Linked DNA regions of Sus scrofa: all the other regions are linked to region 2. The links are chromatin contacts, called in public Hi-C and HiChIP or PLAC-seq maps. All regions are on one chromosome and are shown on one strand. The core of a region is the stretch at or near the end of the contact, and the rest is flanking DNA. Distances in the headings are between cores, read along the strand shown.

The links. Hi-C and Micro-C count contacts between places; a contact is called where the count stands out from the background. HiChIP or PLAC-seq counts read pairs in DNA pulled down with a chosen protein or histone mark.
Region 1: a contact with region 2 is called in a Hi-C map of embryonic fibroblasts, with 4 times the contacts expected there. The contact joins the promoter of RMI2 here to the promoter of SOCS1 in region 2. A contact is called at or near these places in 3 of 5 promoter capture datasets (fetal liver, fetal skeletal muscle and liver), 24 of 47 Hi-C or Micro-C datasets (adipose tissue, alveolar macrophages, blood and 14 more) and 2 of 2 datasets of contacts at active chromatin or transcription factors (alveolar macrophages and skeletal muscle).
Region 3: a contact with region 2 is called in an H3K27ac HiChIP or PLAC-seq map of skeletal muscle. The contact joins the enhancer-like site here to the promoter of SOCS1 in region 2. A contact is called at or near these places in 2 of 5 promoter capture datasets (fetal liver and liver), 3 of 47 Hi-C or Micro-C datasets (embryonic fibroblasts, liver and skeletal muscle) and 2 of 2 datasets of contacts at active chromatin or transcription factors (alveolar macrophages and skeletal muscle).

The regions. Positions count from the first base shown.
Region 1 is chr3:31,812,916-31,817,576 of Sscrofa11.1, reverse strand. RMI2 (recQ-mediated genome instability protein 2) reads left to right here and starts at 2,708. Exons shown (of 2, transcript XM_003124595.4): 1 at 2,708-3,047. The coding sequence starts at 2,744.
Region 2 is chr3:31,880,423-31,884,812 of Sscrofa11.1, reverse strand. SOCS1 (suppressor of cytokine signaling 1) reads right to left here and starts at 2,922. Exons shown (of 1, transcript NM_001204768.1): 1 at 2,091-2,922. The coding sequence starts at 2,869. The coding sequence ends at 2,207.
Region 3 is chr3:31,951,718-31,956,751 of Sscrofa11.1, reverse strand. All of the region lies in intron 23 of CLEC16A (protein CLEC16A), which reads left to right. Among named protein-coding and RNA genes, the nearest start is that of SOCS1, 72 kb to the right of the region's middle. Within about 2 kb of position 3,456, at least 39 of the 83 cell types and tissues checked have an H3K27ac peak or open chromatin away from gene starts, as enhancers often do. A contact at or near this core is called in alveolar macrophages, embryonic fibroblasts, liver and 1 more, where this site is marked.

The DNA of each region.
Region 1 (4,661 bases), core at 1,459-3,958, 67 kb after region 2:
CGTGAGCTGTGGTGTAGGTCGCAGATGAAGCTTGGATCCCACATTGCTGTGGCTGTGGTGTAGGCCGGCAGCAGCAGCTCTGATTCGACCCCTAGCCTGGGAACCTCCATATGCTGCAGGTGTGGCCCTAAAAAGGACAAAAGACAAAAAAAAAACAAAAACAGAACTGGCAACACTGGACCCACATTCCCATGGTGGTGTGGCTGAGTGTGGTCCCTTCTTGGGGGGCATATGAAGGCCCATGTGTCACTGCTACACTAGGGTCACCCGCCTGGCTGCTGTTGGCATTGGAGCTTGGACCCCTGGTCTGCTGGTGAAATGGACTCAGACTCAAGTATTTATGGTTTAAGACAGAATGCAGTCAGTCTGCAGACTAGGACAGTGACTCTCGACAAGGGGGACTTAGCCCTGCAGGGGACATTGGCAATGTCTGAAGCCACTTTTGGTTGTCACCCTGAGGAGAATTCTATTGGCATCTCCTGGGAAGAGGCCAGGGATGCTGCTCAGCATCCCGCAAGGCACCTAGGATTGCTCCCTCGACACAGGCTGACCCAGCCCCAAATGCCACTGGGCAGAGGCTGAGGAACCCTGGGTTAGGGGTGTTAGCACCCTGGTCTGGAAGGGAGAGGTTGACTCCAGGGCTCAAGAATGGCTCCCTGGGGAGTTCCCATCATGGCTCAGCGGTCAGGGACCTAACTAGTATCCATGAGGATGCAGGTTTGATCCCTGGCCTCGCTCACTGGGTTAAGGATCCAGCATTGCCGTGAGCTGCGATATAGGTTGCAGATGAAGCTTGGATCCTGTGTTGCTGTGGCTGGTGGCATAGAACTGCAGCTCCAGTTGGACCCCTAGCCTGGGAACCTCCATATGCCATGGGTGCAGCCCTAAAAGACAAAAAGAAAAAGAAAAAGCTCCCTGAAGAGAAGCAGTCTTGATGGTGGCAGGAAGGTGGGTGATTGAGCCAGGCTGCAGCTGGGAGAGCTGCAAGAAGGCATATGAAGCAGAGAACAGCATGAGCAAAGGTACGGAGACATCTGTGATGGGGAGGAGGGCCGTGGTGTGGGCAGTGAGATGGCATCTATGGTTCAAGGACCATGAAGTTTGGGGTCATTCGAACTTGGGTTGAGTCGTGGCTCCAGCCCTCACTCATCATGGGGCCTCAGGCTTGTCATTGCCCTGAACTTCAGTTTCATTATCTGTCAAATGGGGATAAGAAATGGGCTTATGCAAGTACAGCCTCGTCTGTTCCCACTCCTGGGTTTGTACTCTGTGTCCCAGCTCTTCTGAAATCCTGGCAGTTGGCTCAGTGTGTTGTGCTCCCTTCTCTCTGGGCCCTTCTAGTACATTTCTCTCTACCTGGAATGCTCACATTCCAGATGCTGGGATTACACCTTCAGGTTATAAGCTGGGCACTGATGTGTTCAGACGTGTGTTTTGGAAAGTTCACTCTGCCAGCAACACATCATGGAGTTGGAGGATCTGAAGGCCAAGAGAATGGTGGGAAATTCCCAGGCCTTTACTCCAGCTCCCTTCCCCATCGCTTTCCTGACCTTCAGAGGCCTTAGAGAAGGCCAGTGATGACCCACCAGGCTTGAAGGGGTGGGATTCTCTCTTGGTTAAAACCCTTGCTTCTTTTCAAGTTAGGAGCCTGGTTACCTTAAACTTAGGGCTGAGATATAGAGGCCAGGACCCCACAGAGGCTACTGCCAGAGGGACTGGCAAGCCACCAGCTTCTGTGAGCCTGTTTCCCCACCTTTGTAGAACAGTCCTTATAGGGTGTGTTGAGGGGGGTACATGGGTTTCTCATGACAAAGCTCTTAGGACAGAGCCGAGCTTAATTATGTCTTGGCTGTTTTAAAAACTGAGCTCTTACTGAATACTCTCTGTAAATCTGGTATTGCTAGAGGCCTAGGGAGGACAGTCTCCTGACAACTGGTCTTGATTTAAAAGATTGCTTGGTTTAGGTTGTGGATTTTGCTGATTGGGACCATGCAATTTTTTAGGAAGTAATTTTGAAACATGTGCAGAAAGATTTAGCTGTAAAAATCACTAAATCCTATTAGTGATTTATAAAGTGAAAAATTGGAAATAGCCTAATGTCCACCTATAGAATACTGATTGGTTAGATATTCTAGGGACAAATAGAACCTCATGCAGACAAGCAGATGATGAGACAAACAGAATCTTATGCAGTCAGTCAAGAGGAAGCAGAGAGATAGTTGCTGATATGGGAAGATGTTTATTATTAAGTAAAAGCACTATACAAAACAATATTTGTGTATAAAAATATAAATAAACATATATATTTAAAAACTCATACAGCCTTATCTCTCAACTCAATTCTCGATTCCTCTCAATAAACATGCCTCATCATGGCAACTATTCATTTCAGTATTTTCTAGTATTTTTTGGCCCCAGAGAACCGCTCTATGCTAGGCGATGTAAAGATGAATACTCACATTCTCCAGGTGACTTGCGTGCATGCCTAATTTTGAGGTGCGTGGAAACAAGGAGTTCTTTACTTCTCCTTCATTCATTTTTTTTCTCTTCTAATTCATTTCATCCATTCGTTCCCGGCTTGGGGGCGTTTATTTACTTTACATACGCATGCGCACTCTGGGGGCCGCGCGGTCTGGTGGCCCCGCCCCTCGGCGCCGCTCATTGGTCGGCCCCGGCTGCGCGCCCCTGATTGGTGGCCGCGGATCAGGCGCTATCAAAGTTGGCGGGAAAGCGGCGGGGCAGAATGGCGGCAGCGGCGTCCACGGACTCGTCTTCCGGCGGCGGCCCTGGGGCCGTGAGGCTGCCGCGGTCGCCGCCGCTCAAGGTGCTGGCGGAGCAGCTGCGGCGCGACGCGGAGGGCGGCCCGGGAGCGTGGCGGCTGTCGCGGGCGGCGGCGGGGCGCGAACCGCTGGAGCTGGCGGCCGTGTGGATGCAGGGCACGGTGGAGACGGCGGGCGGCGGTGAGGCGCGGCTGCGGGACCCGAGCGGGGCCTTCTCGGTGCGCGGCCTGGAACGGGTGCCGCGTGGGCGGCCTTGCCTCGTGCCAGGTAATGGCCGGGTTCGAACCCGCGGATGACCCTCTCGGTTTGTACCGCCCAAGGGCGGGGCCTGGTCTTTACCTCGCTGGTCCCCCGCCTGAATACCCTTCCTTCCTGCTCTTCTCCAGCTAAGCGCCACCCAAGCTGTTCTGATGATAAGCATCACCTGCTGCCCCGTTCAAAGTAAATTACAGGTCTTTCTTGGACGCCACGAGCCCTGCATCTGTGTTTGTAACAACACTCCCCTCCCTAGGGGTGATTCCTCCTCCTCCCACCCCTGTCACATTTTGGAATAATCACAGTGGGGAACTTGTGTTCATCCTTAAGGTCTGGACTCAGAGTGTACCTTGATTAAGGAAGCTCTCCTGAACCCCAGGAATGAGGAGTCCTGTTGTACCCCTCCTTCATGGAGCTGTCTTGAGCCTTAGTTCACTGTTTCCTTTATTTGTTTATTTATTTATCCATCCTTTTTAGGGCTGCCCCTGAGGCATATGGAAGTTCCCAGGCTAGGGGTCTATTGGGAGCTACAGCTGCTGGCCACAGCCACAGCCACGCCGGATCCGAGCTGCGTAGCTCACGGCAACACCGGCACCTTAATCCAGTTAGCAAGGTCGGGGGGATTGAACCTCAACCTCATGGTTCCTAAACCTCAAGATTCCTAGTTGGATTTGTTTCCGCTGAGCCACGACGGGAACTCCCCTGCCGTTTCCTTTTAAACCAGTGGTGCGCAAACTTACCCTGAGGGCTTGTTAAAACCTTTGATGACTGGGCGCCAGCCTCAGAGTTTCAGAGACTGTAGATCTGGGTGGGGCTGAGAATTTGCATTTCTAACCAGCTCCCAGGGCCTATGGGCGCCACTGGCCTGGGGGGTCACACTTTGAGAAATACTGAGCCAGACTACGGCAGGGTGGGGACTGTCTTTCTGACCCCTATTCTCAGCAGGAGGTTGAGCTTCCCGCCCCTGACCCTTTCTGACTGAGCTCCCTGGAGCACTTCGCTTAATCTTTCTGGACCTCTTTCCAAAGGGGAAATTCCTGCCTATGTGTGGATTCAGTACATTTTTTAAAAATGGCCTTAACATAGCTCCTAGCTCATAGGGTTCAAAAAATTGTGACCATTGTTTTTTGCTATGCAGTGCGCCTGCGCACGTGTCGCCCACCCCTCCCTCGCCCTCAGCCTCCCCCTCTGTCTGCCCTCCATTGATTGCAGTGTTAGCCTAGCCCAAGGTAGGCAAATGACCAGCCCTCATCTCTCTTTGCACGGCCTAGGAGCTAAAAATGTCTTTTACCTTTTCTATTTTGCCTTTCTTTTTTCTTTTCTTTTTTTCTTTCTTTCTTTTTTTTCTCCCCCCTGGTCTTTTTAGGGCAGAACCTGCAGCATAGTTCCCAGGCTAAGGGTCGAATCAAGCTGAAGCTGCAGGCCTTCGCCACAGCCCTAGCAATGCCAGATCGGAGCCACATCTGCCACCTACACCCACAGCTCATGGCACTGCAGAGGGCTTAGCCCTCTGAGTGGGGCCAGGGATCGAACCAGCATCCTCATGGATTCTAGTTGGGTTTGTTACCACTGAGCCACAAGGGGAATGCCTACCCATTTTCAAATGGTTGAAAAAAAAACAGATGA
Region 2 (4,390 bases), core at 1,673-4,172:
CCTCATCTGTAAAATGGGGATGTTAATAATACCTCAATTCTAAGGCTAGGGTGAAATTGACTTTTTAAAAATTTATTGACCATTTTAATATAGGTAACTAGGCACTTGGAATAGTGCCTGCACATTGACGCTCTATATAAATGTTAGCAGCTGCTTTAGTATTACTGCAGCCGTGAGGCCTTCGTGGGAGGCTGTGCTGGCTAGTGGTACCCAGCTTCTGAAGCAGGACTGTCCTAGGTTTGAAAATCTGGCTCCTCCACTTGCCTCTCTGAGCCTCAGTTTTCCCATCTACACAATGAGGGGAGGTTACTAACTCACAGGCCAGTTGTGAGGCTTCAACAAGGTAGCACGGGGCCCGGCATACAGTAAACGCTCACTAAGTGTCTGCCCTATGCCCAGGCACTGCCTTCTTGGGTTTTTCTCCCAGCACTGCCCAAGCTGGGTGGGAGACAGGGAAGTCGGAACAAGGCCAGGACTCGATCTACAGAGCAGAGAAAAAAGGGCAGGACACAGTTAAGAAAAAGCAGTGATTCCTTGGAGGCACTGAGACAAGACGTCTCCTCCTTCCCTCCCAGCCCACCTCATTAAAGGATGAAATTGCCAAAGCTCTCCGAGATCCTAAATCTCTCCTGGCCATCCTTAACCTTGAGGCCCGGAATCTATTTAATCCCCAAGACAAGCCTGGGCCGCCCCAGCTCTCTGGTTATCAAGTTAATTTTATGCTGCACTTTCAAGTCTGAAAGGTATTATTAAATATTAGGACACTCCATCACAAGCATGTCCAAGGCTGCAGAGGGCCATTCTGACTTCTAAAAATGAAGTGTAATGTGTCTGTGAGGCTGCTTAACCCTAAACCTGAAAGTGGCTCAATCCACCAAGAGCAGCAGCTCAGGTGTGAGTGGCCAGCAGGCCGGCCACAGATGCAGGAGTAGCCTGGGAACCCTCTGGTGATGCTGGCCAGCCCAAGTTCCCAAAAACACCACCTCCTCCAACCACTACGCATCAGTGCCTGCTGCTGAGGGTTACAGCAAAGCACCTCTTCCAGCCAGCCCATTTTAGAGGTAGTCACTGAGGCCCCGAGAGGCAAAGGGAATTGCCCAAAGCCGCCAAAAGGGCCCTCCTTCCACCACAGACCACAAAGCGTCTTTCTGGCTCCAAGTTGTGTGTTCACCAAAAAGTACATGAGTTAGAAGAGAGCGGGAAGAAGGAAGTCAGACCCAGCACTGAATCCCCATCCCATTTAAACTATGTCTCCCTAGATACTGAGTTTCAGAATGTGCCACTCCTTCCAAAAACTCATCGAGCCCCCACCCCCACCCTCTTCCTGGAAGAAGTTGTGGTCATAGAATGAAAGAAGTTTCCTCTCTGTCATCCATTTCAGATTTCTGGGAGGACAGCCAAAAAAGGCCATAGGGATGACCACAGGCAAATTTAAAATGCCTCAGTGTTCTCTTCTGTAAGATGGGGATTAGAGCCTTGCTTCATAGGGTTGTCTTTATAGATTAAGTCAATTTAAGCATGTGAAGCACAGAATAGGGCTTGGCACACATTAAGTGCTCAAACTCGAGCTGCCATGTTACCAGAGACAAGACCAAAACTAGACAAACTGTTCCTCTCCCCTTGAGCACTGTGGGTAGAGCCATGCAGGGCTCCCAGCCAGAACTTGGGCCCCACACGGCCTTTGGCCAAGCTGAACAGGTCAGTCTTAGGACCCCGGGGACCCGCTCAGAATCATGGAAAACCTTTGACCAAAGCACACGCTCTAGAAACCTTTTTTCTTAAAAAAAAAAAAAACTTTCATAATAAAGTTTATTACCTAAACTGGTGGTAAAAAATATAAAATAGGATTCTGCACAGCAGAAAAATAAAGCCAGAGACCCTCCCCCAACCCCTGGTTTGTGCAAAGATACTGGGTATATGTAAACATGAAGAGGTAGGAGGTACTGAGTTCAGGTCCTGGCCCCAGATAGTTAAGTTAAGCTACTACCAGGGGGACAACCAGGGGGACCCAGAGGGAGCACCAAGAGGGGGCACCCCCACAAGAGGTGGGGAGGGGTCTACGGGAGGGGTCTCCAGCCGAGGGCGGGAGGCGCCTCGCCCCCACACTCGCTCCCTCCAACCCACATGGTTCCAAGGAAATAATAATTAATAATAGAAAATAATAAGGCGCCCCAGTTAATGCTCCGTGCAGGGCGGGCGCGGCCGATCATATCTGGAAGGGGAAGGAGCTCAAGTAATCGCGGAGGACGGGGTTGAGGGGGATGCGCGCCAGGTTCTCGCGGCCCACGGTAGCCACAATGCGCTGGCGGCACAGCTCCTGCAGCGGCCGCACGCGGCGCTGGCGCAGCGGGGCCCCCAGCATGCGGCGCGGCGCCGCCACGTAGTGCTCCAGCAGCTCGAAGAGGCAGTCGAAGCTCTCGCGGCTGCCGTCCAGGTGGAAGCGGCCGGCCTGGAAGTGCACGCGGATGCTTGTGGGGCCCGAAGCCATCTTCACACTGAGGGCGAAGAAGCAGTTCCGCTGGCGGCTGTCGCGCACCAGGAAGGTGCCCACGGGCTCGGCGCGCAGCCGCTCGTGCGCCCCGTGCACGCTCAGAGGCCCCCAGTAGAAGCCGCAGGCGTCGAGGAGCGCGCTGGCGCGGGTGATGCGCCGGTAGTCGGCGTGCGAGCGGAACGTGCGGAAGTGCGTGTCGCCCGGGGCTGGAGCCGGGGCCGCCGGGCAGGGCCGCGGGCGCGCCGGGACCCCGGGTGAGGAGGAGGAGGAGGATGAAGATGAAGAGGAGGAGGAGGAGGAGGAATGCTCTGGCCGCCGTCGGGGCTCTGCTGCCGTGGAGATTGCATTGTCGGCTGCCACCTGGTTGTGTGCTACCATCCTACACGCGGGGTCGGCCGGAGGGGTGGGCCATAGCGTCCGGGGGTGCGCTGATGGGGGAGACAGTCAGTGAGCGGGGAGTCTGGGTGGGGCTGGGCAGGTGAGAACCCGCGAGGCAACTTAGGAGGGGTGGGGATCCGTTTCTAATGGGTCGAGGGCGCAAGACCAGGTCGGGGCGGCCCTTTGAGCCTCAGTGGTCTCATCTAGAAAATGGGCTTCCCCGTCCGCAGAGTACTTCCACGCGGCTGGGAGCTCGGTGGGGCTCGGAGTCGCTCAAAGTTTGGTTAAGAGAGGGGGGCGTGGAGAGAGGTGCTTTGGAGAAACCAGCCCCAACTCCGGCCACTCGGCTCCCCATTCGCCGCCCTACGGCCGCCGCCTGCTGGCCAGGCCGGGGATTGGCGCCTCGACTCCGAGATTTGCGCAAAGGCAGAAAAGCTGCGTTGCGGGAACCCCCAAGCGCGGGGGTCTGCCAGGGTGGAGCCAGCCGGGGCTAGGGGCGTGGCGGCCGCGACCCCACCACGCAGCGCCCGAGGCCGCCCTGGCAACCTGGCTGTCCTGTGCCGTCCTCCCCTTTCCCTCCCGCTTTCTTGCCCAGTGCCGGGCTCACCTGGCGGCGGGGCGCGGGGCGCCGCGGGCGGGGCGGCGGGGGTCTCCGGGGCGGCTCTCGTGCATGCTCCGGGGCCGGGAGCCGTGCAGCTGCCACGGCCGCAGCTCGCTCTGCTCCGCGCCCGCCCCTGCACCAGTCTTTTAAACTGGCTTGGAGGTGTGGTCAGTGAAGGCCCCGCCCCCTACGGCTACACCCCCCCCCCCACTACAGGCCCGCCCTTCCGCGCCACTTTCGGTTTCTTTTTGTGCGCGCCTCGGAGGCCAGGCTCGCTCGACCTTTGCCACAAATCCGGGAACCTTTCCCCGGGAGGCCCCCTGTCCTGATCTAGCCTCGCACCTGTCCTAGGACCCCTCTATTCAGGTCTCCAGCCCCATCCCTGAGCTCCCTGGGCAGTTCTCAGACGCCCCTTCGGACCTAGTGGCCCAGCTTCCCCCGCCCCCGCCACTGCTCTCGGTCGCAGATTTCTGCAGCCAACCCCTTAAGGATACTTTGGACTGACCCTAGCACATTCTTCTGCCCCATCAGGTGTCTCATCACCCACCTTGGCTAGATCTGGGTCCTCTACTCTGGAGCCAGACACCTCCACCCGCCCTTGGGGTCTCGTTTGGGACCCCTCCGGACTGCTTTCGCCATTGCTCTGCCCCGTAGTGCCGGAGCCTCTAGATGGCTGCTTCTGCGCCCCTCCCTGCCTGTTGCTGTCCCCAGTTTTGGCTTGGGCTTCCCAGGAAGCGACGATCTGACCACAGGCTTCGGAGGAACCCTTCGGCGGCGCGGGAGGGGCGCCTTCGCTGCTCACACAGTTCCTCGGAAACCGGGCGGGGCCGGGCAAGGTCGGTTGCCGGTGGCCTTGGCCGGCGCTCTACTACGCCGCAGCCGGAGAAACTGAGGCTCAGTGACTGGTGGAGGGGGAGCTC
Region 3 (5,034 bases), core at 2,207-4,706, 71 kb before region 2:
ACAACAGGAACTCCCCTAATGTAAATTCTAAGCCTGTGGGGTTCCTTCCTCTTCAGCTCTCTAAAAGGTCCCTGTGTGGAGTTCCCTGGTGGCCCAGCAGGTTAAGGATCCAGTACTGCCATCACTGTGGCTTGGGTCACTGCTGTGGCAAGGGTTTGATCCCTGGCCGGGAAACTTCTGTATGCTGAGGGCATAGCCAAATAAATAAATAAAGTCCCTGAGGGATCCCGTGGTGCTCAGGCAGTTTTCACATTTTCCAGTTTTCAACCCGAAACCGTTGCACTTCAGTGCCGTAACCAACATCGGTGGAGAAATCATAGCGTGCAGACCAGCCCGGGCTCTGGGCAGACGGCAGAGGTCAGCCGAGGCCTCCCTGCTCCTCGGAGGTTTAGGAAACCTTTGGCTCAAACCCCACGGTCCTCGAGCCTGCGCACGAGCAAGCCCTCCCGCCCTTCACTCTCTTGAAGTCCCTGCTGCTTCCAGGTCTTGCCCTCACGTGTAAACCTCTGCGTGGCCCGGTGTGAACCCAGGGGGAGACTCAGACCCCTCGCTGGTGTCCACCCAAGATAGTCCACATGCAGCCCCCAAGGAAAGAGTTGAAGCGTTGACTCCAGAAGACGTGGGGGGTCGTGGGGAAGTCACCTCCCCATCTCAGTTGCCCCTTCCCCTCTTTCGCCTCACTCCACCACTCCCTGAGTTCCCCCAGGAAGGACAGGAATGTGGCATAAGTTATCAACAATTTTCAAATCAGGAGATTTGACACCAGTTGGATTCTTCACCCACTGAGTCACAATGGGAACTCCTACCTCTTTCCTCTTAAGAAGCCTTCCTAGAAGGCCAGCGTGTCACTTTCATTCCTATCTCATTGGCCACAGCTTTGTCAGTCACACGGCCAGACCTAGCTGCCAGGTTCTGTAATTGCAGATGAGGGGAGAATAGGTATTGGGGGACAGCTCACAGTATCACGAACACTGTGAACCCCGGAGGATTCCAGGCACTAGCTCTTAAAATAATGACAGTTGTTGCCCAAAACAGCGAAGCATCTTTGCAGTCAAGTTTCTATGCCCTACTTGGGCACATGCCTTCCTTGGGCTGATGAGGCCCCAAGGCTGCACAGGGCAGGCTGAGCAAGCACAAGGGAAAGAACAGTTAAACCCCACCGGCTGCAGACACTCTTGCCCAAGCTGGCCCTGAGCTGTGTGAGCCTCAGAGGACAGGGGAGGGATTTGTGAAGACAGAAAAGAGGCAGAAGGGAATTTCAGGCCAAGGGAACGGCCCCGCTTAGGCCAAGAGCAGCAGCTCTTGTCACACAGTCTGAGACCTACCTGAGCTGCTGGAGGCAGATGGCCCCATCGTCAGGCCCTCCCCCCACCCCCACTGACTGGGGAGGTGAGAGGTAGGGTCCGAGGAGGGAGCTGTTGAGAGGTCCCTGGGGGTTGGAACATCCCCAGGTCCTGTGGATTTGACCGAAAATCCCAGGATAAATAGCAGAGCTGATTAACTGAAATGCCTGCGAGCAGCAGGCAAGTCAAGTTGGGGAAGAGAAGGAACCAGCTCCCTCCCCACCTCCAGTCGCTGCCACGTGGGGATGGGGCCCAGTGATACCAGCTCTGTTTTATTTTTTTGTTTTATTTTTTTATTTTTTGTCTTTTTTTCTTGCCTTTTCTAGGCATATGGAGGTTCCCAGGCTAGGGGCTGAATCAGAGCTGTGGCCGCCAGCCTGCACCAGAGCCACAGCAACACGGGATCCGAGCCGCGTCTGCAACCTACACCGCAGCTCATGGCAATGCCGAATCTTTAACCCCCTGAGCAAGGCCAGGGATCAAACCCACAACCTCGTGGTTCCCAGTCAGATTCATTAACCACTGAGCCACAATGAGAACTCCAGCTCTTCCTGTTTTATAAGAAGCCAGAAATCCAGACTCATATGTAGAATCTCCTGGGGTGTGGATGGTGGTGCCTAAAACAAGCAAACAGTGTGAGCAAAGCAAAGCACATCTGGAGTTCCCTGGCGGCTCAGCAGGTTAAGGATCTGATGTTGTCACTGCTGTGGCTCGGGTCACTGCTATGGTGCAGGTGTGATCCCTGGCCCAGGAACTTCCGTGGCCACAGAAATAAATAACTGCAACACATCTGCAGGCCTCTGGGCTGCAACTGGCTGGCCCTGGCCCCTGCCTCCCATGGCCACCTGTCCTCACGGGGAAAGCTTTAGTGGGTGTTCCACGTACAATGTTATAGGTGCCCAGCACATATGTCCAGGGTGCACTTTTCCGGGTCCTCTCCTTTGCCTGCCTCCCAGGGAGGTCGTGGGCTTCAGGTCAAGTTCAGGTTTATGGGTAAAGAGAAAACTACCCACCGTTTAAGCCGGGAGATCCTCACCAACTGTATTGTGTTTCACGAAAAGACCCAGAGGCCCCTGAAGGAGGGGGGGCTTGTCCAAGGTGAAAAGGCCCCGTGGGCAGAGCTCGGTCGCGCCCTTGGGGTTCCGACTCCCAGCTCAGCACTCCCTCTCTCAATGGGTCTAAAATAGAAGGCTGACCTTTTGGTGGTATTTTTGTGCTCGACACATGCCAGAGAGTTACTCTTGAGTTCATCTTCCCAGAGTAACTGTCAGAAAGGGGCCAGAGGGCAGCAGGAAGACCCCGGCCTGACCCTGTGGAGCCCGGACTCCTGGAAAGCAGGGGATGCCTGTCCCCGCTGGCCCAGGTCCACCTGCTGGGAGCCTCATGCCTGGCCAGCCCGGGGAGGCCCTTAGCGAGAGCCGGGGAGAGCGCTTTGGAGTCCGGAGCCGGTCCCGGGGCTGTTAGGGCCTCCGGCTCTGGCCTGTCCAGCTCCCAGACAGCTGGATGCCTTCTTCATCCTCCATCCTTTCCCTGGTTTAAAATAACATTCAGAGGGGGAGTCTTGGAAAATTCGGACAAGCACAACAAATGAAAGCTCAGCATAAACCACCCGCTTCTGCCACGACTTCGGCTTGAACCCCTCCAGTCTGCTCCCCATGCAAGGAGGAAGGCAGAAGCGGGATTTGGTTTGGTTTTGCTTTTCTCTTTTTTTTTTTTCTGCCATGGGACATGCTTCTTCTAACCTTCTCTCATTTACTGTGTCTTGAGCGTTTCCCCCTTACGTAATCCTTTCCACCAGCAGCGTGTTTGACCATCTTCCGCATCCAGCTGCCGCATGGGTAGGGGCTCCCGTTCCCTGTCACACCCCCGTGCTTTCATCGCCCGAGCAGTTCCTGCCACGGCCCCCTCAGCAGCGTAAATTTCTAGATGCGGAATCAGCCGGCTGGTGTGAAAATCCATACGGCCTTTGATATGCGTTCCGCAGGCTGTTCTTGAGACATCCTCAGGGAGGGCCAGGAATTTTATCTGCTGGGCAAGCTCTCAGGGAGGCCGTCTGCCTGTGCCCTTGTCCCGTGATCTCTGGCACATCTGCGCATTTGCAAGGACTTGGCAGCCCGTGCATGTTTGACTCACGCCCAGAAAGCCCCTTGGCGCCTCTGCCAGAGCCAGCTCATCAGGAACTGGCTTCCAGGGGTGAAGCAAGAGCAGGGGAGGCTTCCGGCTGCAGGCGCTGGTCCTGAGTTTTCTGCCGGGGCCCCCCAGCCCCCCGATGGGTCACACCGGCTCTCAAAGTGTTGCCCCCTCCATGTGGGAAGGAGCCCCATGAAATTGCAAGGGGAATCTGGACACCTTGCTAAAAAGCAAACCAGAAACATTGCCGAGCCTTTCTGGTCCTTGTGCCATGGAAAGAAGGGAGGTGGATTTGGGAGGGCCGCAGGGGAGGGAAAGATGCTTTCAGTTGCCTCTGCTGAGCTGGACCCGCCAACAGGTGGTATCGGCGGTTGGGGATTTTTTTTTTTTTTTCCTATTTAACTCTGAGCACCTGCAGGAGGTGCACTGTATTTTTTTGTCAGTCTGTGGCTTGACCTCTGGTCTGTTCCCCAAATGAAGAACCCTTAGTACCCTGACTGCAATCTCAGCATCTTCTCTGCTGCACACTCCACCCAGCGAGTCTCACAGTAACAAACCAGGGCTTTAAAAAAAGCGAGAGAAAAGACGTGTGTCTCGGGAGAAGGGGCCAGTGACAGCCACATCATTCGTCTGTTTGGGCTGGGGCGTTGTCAGCGTAAAAGGCTGAGGCGCAGCCCTGTTAGCACACTCCCCCACCCCTCTGTCTACGGTTCTGATAAATAAGCAGCTCAGGAAGAGCCATCCTGACATTTTGATTTGTGAAGGAGTGATTCATTTTCGAGGCAGACAAACAGCTGGTAAACTTGGGGGTTTACCACTTGAAGTGATTAAGCCCTAAGCAGCTATTAGGCTGGTTCCATGGGGCTGTGGCCGCCTGCCCCCCGGGAATCTTCCTGACGGGTGTTTGGATTTGCCTTGATGTGTGCCGTCGTTAATCAGAGCCCACCACACACACACACACACACACACACACACACACACACACACACACACACACAGGGTTTATCACATAATGCCTCTTCCTGAGAACTCCAGCACGTTAATCCTGCTGTTCTTGGCACGGAGCTGTCTGTGACAGGTGGGGGCAGGGAACTCAGCCACCAGGCTCCCTCCAGGCCTCACCTCCACATGCCGTTTCATCCACCCGAACGGGGCGCCTGGCTGGGAGTGTACATAGGGATCCAGCTTTTAGGGAGCTGATCCTTAGACAAGAATAACTTCACACAAATAGGACAGAATAGCTCCTCCGAGGTGGCCGGGTATGGGTTCCCCAAGTCCTGAGGTGGGGACAGAGCAGGGTGTCCCCTCACATCCTCCCCCTCCCCAGGCCTGCCCACCAGTGGGTGAAGGGAGGCAGCCTCAGCGAAGTGGGGAGACTTGCCCGGGGCCCGCCCCATGGCCTGTACGTGGGCAGATCTGGAGGGAACCCAAGCTTTCCTGGGGCCAGAGCCGCTGCCCCGGACCCTTCCAGGCTGTGCATACAGTTTCCATCAAGGGCCAGGGGGCGAAGTGCTTCAGGCTGTGTGAGCTATGCAGCCTCTCTGGCCACGACTCAGAGCTG